Linked DNA regions of Mus musculus: region 1 is linked to region 2. The links are chromatin contacts, called in public Hi-C maps. All regions are on one chromosome and are shown on one strand. The core of a region is the stretch at or near the end of the contact, and the rest is flanking DNA. Distances in the headings are between cores, read along the strand shown. Region 1 has its middle 25 kb from the start of Sertad2. Region 2 overlaps Gm39607 (a long non-coding RNA gene).

Region 1 (4,040 bases), core at 250-2,749, 160 kb after region 2:
GTCCTCAACTCTTTCAGGGCTCCAGACTTTGCAAGAACAAATTCTGTCCTGGCTTCACCTGAGCTGCACACAGGTTTTCTTTGCAACACTACAGTTCTGAAGAACAGGAACCCTGGGATTTCGTCTTCTCCAGACGTCGTCACGTCACACCCCCACAAACTATACACTGCCAGTGTTAATAAGCAGTAGAGTGGCCCCAGACAATGGCCGTGCTTACTTAGGTATGCGTCCCTAGGGCTGATGTCTGACTCCATAGTACAGCTGAGCAGGTACAGTTGTACTGACTCTTAGTTCAAAGGAGTTGCCATTTGGCCCTTTACAGAGACACATTGCCAAAGTGATACTGCAACCCACACAATCCTTAAGATAGTGTTGGCGCAAACAAGGCAGACAGGCTTTCAGTAAGGTGGACGTTTACCCCTAAAGAGATTAATTGGCTTGGGTGTCCAGGGAGCCCCAGTGTACCAGAGTGCTGGAGAGGAGGGAACAGGGTTAACAGCCAAGCCACATAGGAGGGGGATATCTTCAGAAAGCTCTAGGCCTATGAGGGGTCTGGTCTTCTGCTCTAAGGAGCCTGATTATGGCTTCAGAGGAGTAGCATTCAGCTTGGCTCATTAGAAGACCCTTTGTCACCAACCCCAAGCCTGCTCCTCTCTTTCTCTCCAGCCCTAAATAAGTTTGGTTTTGTGTGTATGGAAACCGGTTGTTATCCCAGCTGGTCTCAAACACCTGCATGTAAGTGCTTCTGTCTTGGCCACCTGAGTTGCTGAGGCTATAGTTTCTCTCCAGTCTTTTTAGCACAGCATATCTTGCCTATAGTTTGGAGACCTGAAAACTCTTCCCCGGGTCTGGGATGGGTTGGGGGGAGGTGTGCCCCTCCTGACATACCTACATCACTACCTTAAGGTATGGAGAGGAGCAGCCAGTAGGACCAGCAGTTAGCCAGTAGGGAGAACTTTCTGTGACTGAGCACTCTGGGTGTTCTCAGACTCCCTTACTTTGGCAATGTGACTTGAGGTTAGTAACTTATTGGGAGCAAGATGAGGCTGGCTATCTGGCCTCTCCTTGTTTGTTATCACAGTGGGAGGGCTGGTCTTGGACTGCAGACCAAAAGGATTTGAAAAAAACTCTTGAAGGCCCTAAGGTGCCACCCTTGGAGGCATCTGGGATGGCTTGTCCTGTGCACGACAGGATCAGACAGCACATGGTGACATTGTCCCTGGAGCTGGGAACCCTCTCTGCAGCAGTCTGGCTGTCTCAGCCCCATAGTGCTACAGACTTCCCCCGCCTCCCAGGCAGGGCCAAGCTGCCAGCTGCCTGCAAGGCTTATTGTTCAGCAGTGACAAGAAATGGCTGCAGAGCACAAGCTGGAGAAAGGCTGGAGGCAAAGTGGGGGAGGGGTGGTAGGCTGAGGAAGCTCTCAATGCCCCTAGCACAAGCCTGTGTTCCTGGGAGAAGTCTGAGAGGAACCCAACCTTAGGGAGTCAGGCCCCTCCCTCCTCGGCCCGACAGGCTTGTCTTTCAGATGTGGGAAGTGTGTCGCCCCGTTTCTGCACCCAAGCAGAGGAGAAGGCTGCCTCGGGATTCAGCTGAGTGGCTGAAGACAGAGCCATGTGGCCTGCACTTTGGCAGGCTGAGGCAAGTCAGCCCGATCCATGCTCCCCTTGCAGTTGGGTCTGGAGAGGGTCCAGAGATGAGAACAGTTTCTGATGTGTGCACAGCTACCAAGTGTTTTCCAGACAGCTGTGAGTGTGCCGATTTGGGGGGTGTGTGGCCTGCAGCACTAGCGGGTGCTTCAGTCATGCCCATCCCTGCTGAAGGCTTGGGGAGACTTGGAGAGGTTGAGCCATGAAAACCTTGGGATCAGCAGCCGGCCATAGGAGGAAGTCTCTGCAACCGAAATCACCAGGGACCAAAGCCACTGGGAGAGGCGAATCTAGCGTCTCTACCTACCGAGGAGAATCTCCCTCCCATAGCCCCAGACATATGCCGACCCACCGTGGAGGGGATGACTGATGTAGTCACAGAGCCAGCGCCCACTGGGAGCCAAACCCTTGGTCTTGCCAGACCAGTCCTGATAAAGGGGAAACCTCGTCCTCCCATCTTTCTCTCTCTCACCTCTTTCCTCTTCGTCAGCCCCCCTTCATCCTGCATGCCTACTTGAAGTTGAATTTGGTTGGCACACAGACTCTGGCTTGTCCTCTGCATCATGGGGCCTTTGTCTGGGGGCTGGTCGGCTGGGCGTCCGCTCTGGGCTCGGAGACACTGGTGCTGCATTCTGTAGAGGGTCAGGCCCAGGATGGGGGAGGGATTCTGATCAGTCAGCAGCTGGGACTAGGGTTCCTTTGGAGGCAGGGTGTGTGCCTGCTCTGAGCAGCCCGGCACCCCAGCGGGCACCCCAGTGGCGAGGAAGAAATGCAGACCAGCTCCTCTGAGTACCGCCTCCCCAAGAGTCATCTCTGCGATACCCCAGCGGCCAGCCGGAAACGCAGAACCACGAGGGTGGGCAAAGCTATGTCTGGAAAGCATTTCTGTCTCAGATCACCGTCTTACTGAGGTTTTTTAAAAAGGAAAACCCCGGGTCCAGAAAGGTTTAGGTAAGGCAGCACAGCTGGCTCAAGAAGACATCTGAGTGTGCTGCAAGGCCCTTTCTGCACATTTGGGAACACACTGCTTTGCCTTCCAGGGGCCACAGGTCACGTAAGGCAATATTGTGGACTTGTCACCAAGCAGAAATCCCTGGCTGGCTTCAGCCTGGCTCAGAAGAGACGGAGGGAATAGTCTCTGAGCTGGTTAGTTTTTGTCAACTTGACACAAACCTAGATGACTTGAATTGTTTCCATCAAATTGACCTGTGGCCATGTCTGTGGAACATTTCCTTGAGTGCTTGATCGATGTGGGAGAGCCCACCCACTGTGGGCAAACCAGGGGAAGCAAGCCAGTAAGTGGCCTTCCGGTTTCCCAGTGGCTGCTGCTTCAGTTCCTGCCTTGAGTTCTTGCTCCGGCTTCCCTGGACCATGGAACATGATCTGGGAGTCAAATTAGCCTTTTCTTCCCCTGGTTGCTTTGGTTTGTATTTTATCACAACAGCAAAGCAAAGTAGGACAGAAATGGGTACCAGGTGAGGGATGTTGTATTGACATTTTTTTTTTCTGCCGTTTTGAGGAGATTATGGTGGCATTTGGAACTTTGGGCAGGAAAAGCCATCGAGTGAGTGCTCAGAATTTAATGAGATGTTTTGTAGGAGCTTGGAAGATAAGAATGCTGAGCAAGGGCTAGAGAGATGGCTCAGCGGTTAGGAGCACCGGCTGCTCTTCTGTGGGTCCTGAGTTCAAATCCCAGCAACCACATGATGGCTCACAACCATCCGTAATGAGATCTGACGCCCTCTCTTGAGTGTCTGAAGACAGCTACAGTGTACTTACATAGAATAAATAAAAATCTTTTTAAAATTTTTTGAAAAGAAGAATGCTTTGAGCAAACCGGTGGGGATCTGGCTTGGGACGTTTCTGAGGGAAATCTGAGAGTCACTTAAAGGCTCTCAGTAGAATATGATCTATTTGAATTCAGGATCTATGGTTTCTGGTAAGCTGGGATGGAAGAATCAGTTTCGACTAAGAAGAAACCAGCATGGTTTGAGATGTAACAATCTGGGAGGATTTCCTCAGAGTCAGCAGCGCACAGAGGCCGAGCTGCAGAAGACGCCAGGGCTGAGGCTCAACCTGCCGGCCACACTTGGTAGTGTGTAAGAATCCCCCGAATGTTAACTGGTTTTGGCTGCATGAAAGCTACAGAATAAAGGGTTATAAAGAACAGCTGTGAGAAGCTAGGAGCAAGCAGCCATTGGTGAAGGCATAGCCTTGGGAGTAATGGAATCCCCAGGGACTGAAAGGGCCATGGAAGGAAGCCAAGACTTGACCTCAGGTGGCGTGGCTGGAGTCCCTGTAGAGAGACCAGTAAATGTGCAGCCTCAGGTGCAATACAGACCCCAGCATATGGGAGATGCCAGGACCAGAGGGGATGAGCAGGTGTAGAGGGAA
Region 2 (3,738 bases), core at 193-2,692:
TGAACAGTGAGGGCCTGTGCTGGCTGGAGAGAGAAGCCCACCAGGCAAAGCGCTGTAACACACTCCTGGGTAGGCTTCTAGTGGGTGCTTGCTCACAGTGCTTTGTTCTCCAACACTAGCATTTGAAAGTGTCACCACCCTGCTACAATAAAGGACATTTTTAAATGGCTGGCTCCTGTGATAAGCTAGTGTTTGTGAGTTCATTAAAAACAGCAGCCTTCTAATCTTCTGCAAGCCAAAGAGCTGGGGTGACTGCTCAGACTTCCTTACCTTTGAGTTAGACCAGAGCCAAGGCTGACAAAGCAAAATCTGGGGAGTTGGTTTTGGGGGTGTTAAGGTGACACCCCACCTCTGCCACTTCTCCCTTCTCCCAGTCATCTTTCTCCTGGGTGCTCATGGATTGACATTCTCTTGACATCATTACATTGAGTTTGTTCCGTTTCCAAGTCAATCCCTCTCACCCAACTCACATGTCTGTCTCTGGCCTGCTTCCTGTAATTCACAAATTGTTGCCATTGAACCAGACCCTCAGCGTCCTGCTCCAGCTCCACCTTCACAGACGCCATCCCCTCTTGCCCTCACCCATGGTGGATGCTTCGTGCCTTGAGCTTAGGCTCTGTGCTGGTAATGGGGATCCCAGCTCCTCCACCCCTTCCAGCCTCACACTATGTCCGGGCACCTAAACCGTCCCCTTGGTCTTTCTGTCTTAATGTGGTCTCCCAAGACAGAACGTGGACATTTCTTTAAAGCCACAGCCTGCCTTCTCTATCTTTCTCTTAGAGAATATTTTATGTATTATGTCTATGTGTGTGTGTGATCTGTGTGTGTTGGAGGGTGGAGGTGTGGAGGTCAGGAGACAGCTTTACATGAATTGGCTCTCTCCCTCCACCTTTACATATGTGCGTGCTTGAGAGTGAACCTAGGCTGTTGTTGGGGATATTGATGGCAAACCCACGACCCTCTCTTCTCTTTCTCTTCTTCCCAGGGAAATGCCCAGAATAAGTCATCAGTTCCCCTCCTTCTCATCAGTGTCCATCACTTGGCTCCTCCTCTATGCCCCACCCTCATTTGAGACCTGCCTCAAATTAAAAAAAAAAATCTGAGCCACGTTTTTCCTTGTACATTCACTAGAAAAGTCCTGGGTGCTGAACAAACACCCAGCTATGGTCGTGCACTGTGTGGCATGGCCACCAGAGGGGTGACACCTAACCCTCCTTGTATCACTTCCCCATGTCCTGTCTGCCTTAGGCTTTGACCTCCCAAGGAAGTGTCACTGATGTCTTTAACTCTGACTTTACTTCCTAGGGGTCCCTACCAGACAGGGCTCAATTCACAAACAAATGCGACTGTCTCACAGGCCTCTGTGCACTCATTCCTGTGTGCTTGCTGAGGCTTCCTCATCCCTTGCCGTGTTCTGCCCCACGACTGAGCTCTGCATTCATGCTAGAAGTCTGCATGGGAACTTCTCTGCCACCTCCTGCTTCACCCAGCTAATTCCTTCCCAACCAGACACCTTTCTGGCCTTTCTTGGCTGATCTCCTTCCCAAGTCTCCCTTGTGGCCTTTGTTAGGGGTTCAGAGAAAGCAGTCCTTTCCTGTAGCTTGTCTTTCTTATTGCCCAGCAAATGTTATAATTAATATTATTCTAGTTAATTTGCATTGGCCAAGTTTAATACAGGAAAAAAAAATGTCCTGAGGATAAGGGAAGGAACAGGCAAGAGGAAAAAGAGTCTTTATCTACTTGTGTCCTCCAATTGAGAGAACCATTCTCAGAAGATAAGGCCATCAGTAGGATGGCTTTATGTCCACCTGCAGATTCTTTTGTAATTTCCCACATGGTAGGCACCCCACCGTGTGCTCTTTATCTCACCTCAGAAACAATGATGCTCTAGGCGGCTGTCTATCAGGTCCTATTGTCTGTGTCTTTACTGCTACTTAGCTCTGTTCCCCACTGCAGGAAAACCATTTTTGCTTTAAAACAAAAGCAAAACAAAACCCCTCCATTCCCCCCCTTTGTGTGTATGAATGTTTTACTTGCATGTATACCTGTGTGCAGTACCCTTAGAGGCCAGAGGGTGTTGGGCCCCTTAGGATTGGGATTACAGAAAGTTTGAGCTGTCACGTAGGTGCCAGGAATGGAACCCAGGTCCTCTGGAAGAGCAGTTAGTCGTCTTAATTGCTGAACCATCCTCCAGCCCCCTTTTGTCCTTCTGGTCTAGCTAGCCAGATTGCCCCAGGGAGTGAGTCACTGTCTCTGCTTCCTGAGTGCTGGGATTAGAAGCAGCTTTGCTTTATGTGGAACTGAACTCTCATGCTTGTGCAGCAAGGGCTGACTTTGTCTACTGAGCCACCTTCCCAACCCTATGAAATTTCATCCAAAAATGTTTATGTATTGGCAGAGAACTCATTCTAAAGGAACATTTCGAAAGATCTTTATTACAGTAGTCTAAGTGAAGTCAAGGTTTTATTTTGCTACCAATGTTGTACTTTTAGAAGATCCATGAGTTTATAACCTAGACCTGGGAAGTATTAACTGTAAAATCCAGCTCTTGCCTAAGCAAATACCTTGTGTTTGGAATGCTTAGTGTGAACTTGCTGGTCTTCAGTGGGACTTGTGACTGTTACACTTACACTACCTCTTTCACAACTTGAAGGCTGCCTTTTCTAAATAGTTTATCAGAGAGTGCCAATACAATTTCCTAGTGTGACAAAGTCCCAGTGATACTTGAGACAGCATGAAACCGGTTTATTACCCTACATCATTACATTACAGATGATGGGCAATTCGTTCTCTTGAGGACTAGCCTTGACCAATGGATGAATGGATGGATGGATGGATGGATGGATGGATGAGATCTGGAGTAGAGACTATATTGTCTAGCTTCTCTTGCAGCTAGATGTGTGGTCCAATGGTATGTGAATACTGTTGTATGAGTCTTTCAGTAACTTCAAGGAACAGGATCTGCTGGAGTGAACACTCTTGTTATCCTTTGGTGTTGAAGACCTGTATTAGAACAATAGACAGATGCAGATGGAAAAGACAGGGTCCTAGCCCAGGTATGGTCCTTTATGTCCATAGTTCAATTTACTTGGAAAGCCCAGGCTGTAGGCTAACTTCTTTTCTTTTCTCTTCTCTTCTCTTCTCTTCTCTTCTCTTCTCTTCTCTTCTCTTCTCTTCTCTTCTCTTCTCTTCTCTTCTCTTCTCTTTTCTTCCTTTCCTTTCCTTCCCTTCCCTTTCCTTTCCTCTCTCTTTCTCTCTTTTTCTCTTTCTTTCTCTCTCTCTTTCTTTCTTTCTTTCTTTCTTTCTTTCTTTCTTTCTTTCTTTCTTTCTTTCTTTTATTGGCGTGCACCACCACTGCCTTGCATTGTAGGCTAACTTAGTCCCAGGAGTTGAAAAGGAGTCTGAGCAATAGTTGAAATTGAAAAAGACAGAATCCCTATCCTATAACCAGGGACTGATCTGAGGCTGCTGGGATCTTCTGAAGGAATTCTAGACAATATTCGATTTTATCTGTATGTACTTTGGTATGTATGATCAAAAATGAGGAGAGAATTTATTTACCTTTGTGTATGTATGTGTGTATGCATGCTCATATGTGTGTGAGTGAATGTGTGTATGTGCTTGAGTGTGCATTGGCAAGATGACAACCTTGTGTGTTGTTCTTCCTTGAATATTGCTCCAGCAACCTGTTTTTTGTTTGTTTGTTTAGACAGTCTCTACCATTCTTGCACTGGGATT

The links. Hi-C and Micro-C count contacts between places; a contact is called where the count stands out from the background.
Region 1: a contact with region 2 is called in a Hi-C map of bone marrow-derived macrophages, with 39 read pairs. The contact joins two enhancer-like sites. A contact is called at or near these places in 1 of 15 datasets of contacts at CTCF or cohesin (the NIH/3T3 cell line), 1 of 484 Hi-C or Micro-C datasets (bone marrow-derived macrophages), 6 of 115 datasets of contacts at active chromatin or transcription factors (CD8 T cells, bone marrow-derived macrophages, craniofacial prominence and 2 more) and 4 of 9 other capture datasets (adipose tissue, embryonic stem cells, liver and 1 more).

The regions. Positions count from the first base shown.
Region 1 is chr11:20,654,587-20,658,626 of GRCm38.p6, forward strand. No RefSeq gene overlaps it. Among named protein-coding and RNA genes, the nearest start is that of Sertad2, 25 kb to the left of the region's middle. Within about 2 kb of position 1,500, at least 174 of the 459 cell types and tissues checked have an H3K27ac peak or open chromatin away from gene starts, as enhancers often do. A contact at or near this core is called in bone marrow-derived macrophages, where this site is marked.
Region 2 is chr11:20,499,514-20,503,251 of GRCm38.p6, forward strand. The region is part of intron 2 of Gm39607 (a long non-coding RNA gene); the gene reads left to right. Among named protein-coding and RNA genes, the nearest start is that of Gm32142, 23 kb to the left of the region's middle. Within about 2 kb of position 1,443, at least 9 of the 459 cell types and tissues checked have an H3K27ac peak or open chromatin away from gene starts, as enhancers often do. A contact at or near this core is called in bone marrow-derived macrophages, where this site is marked.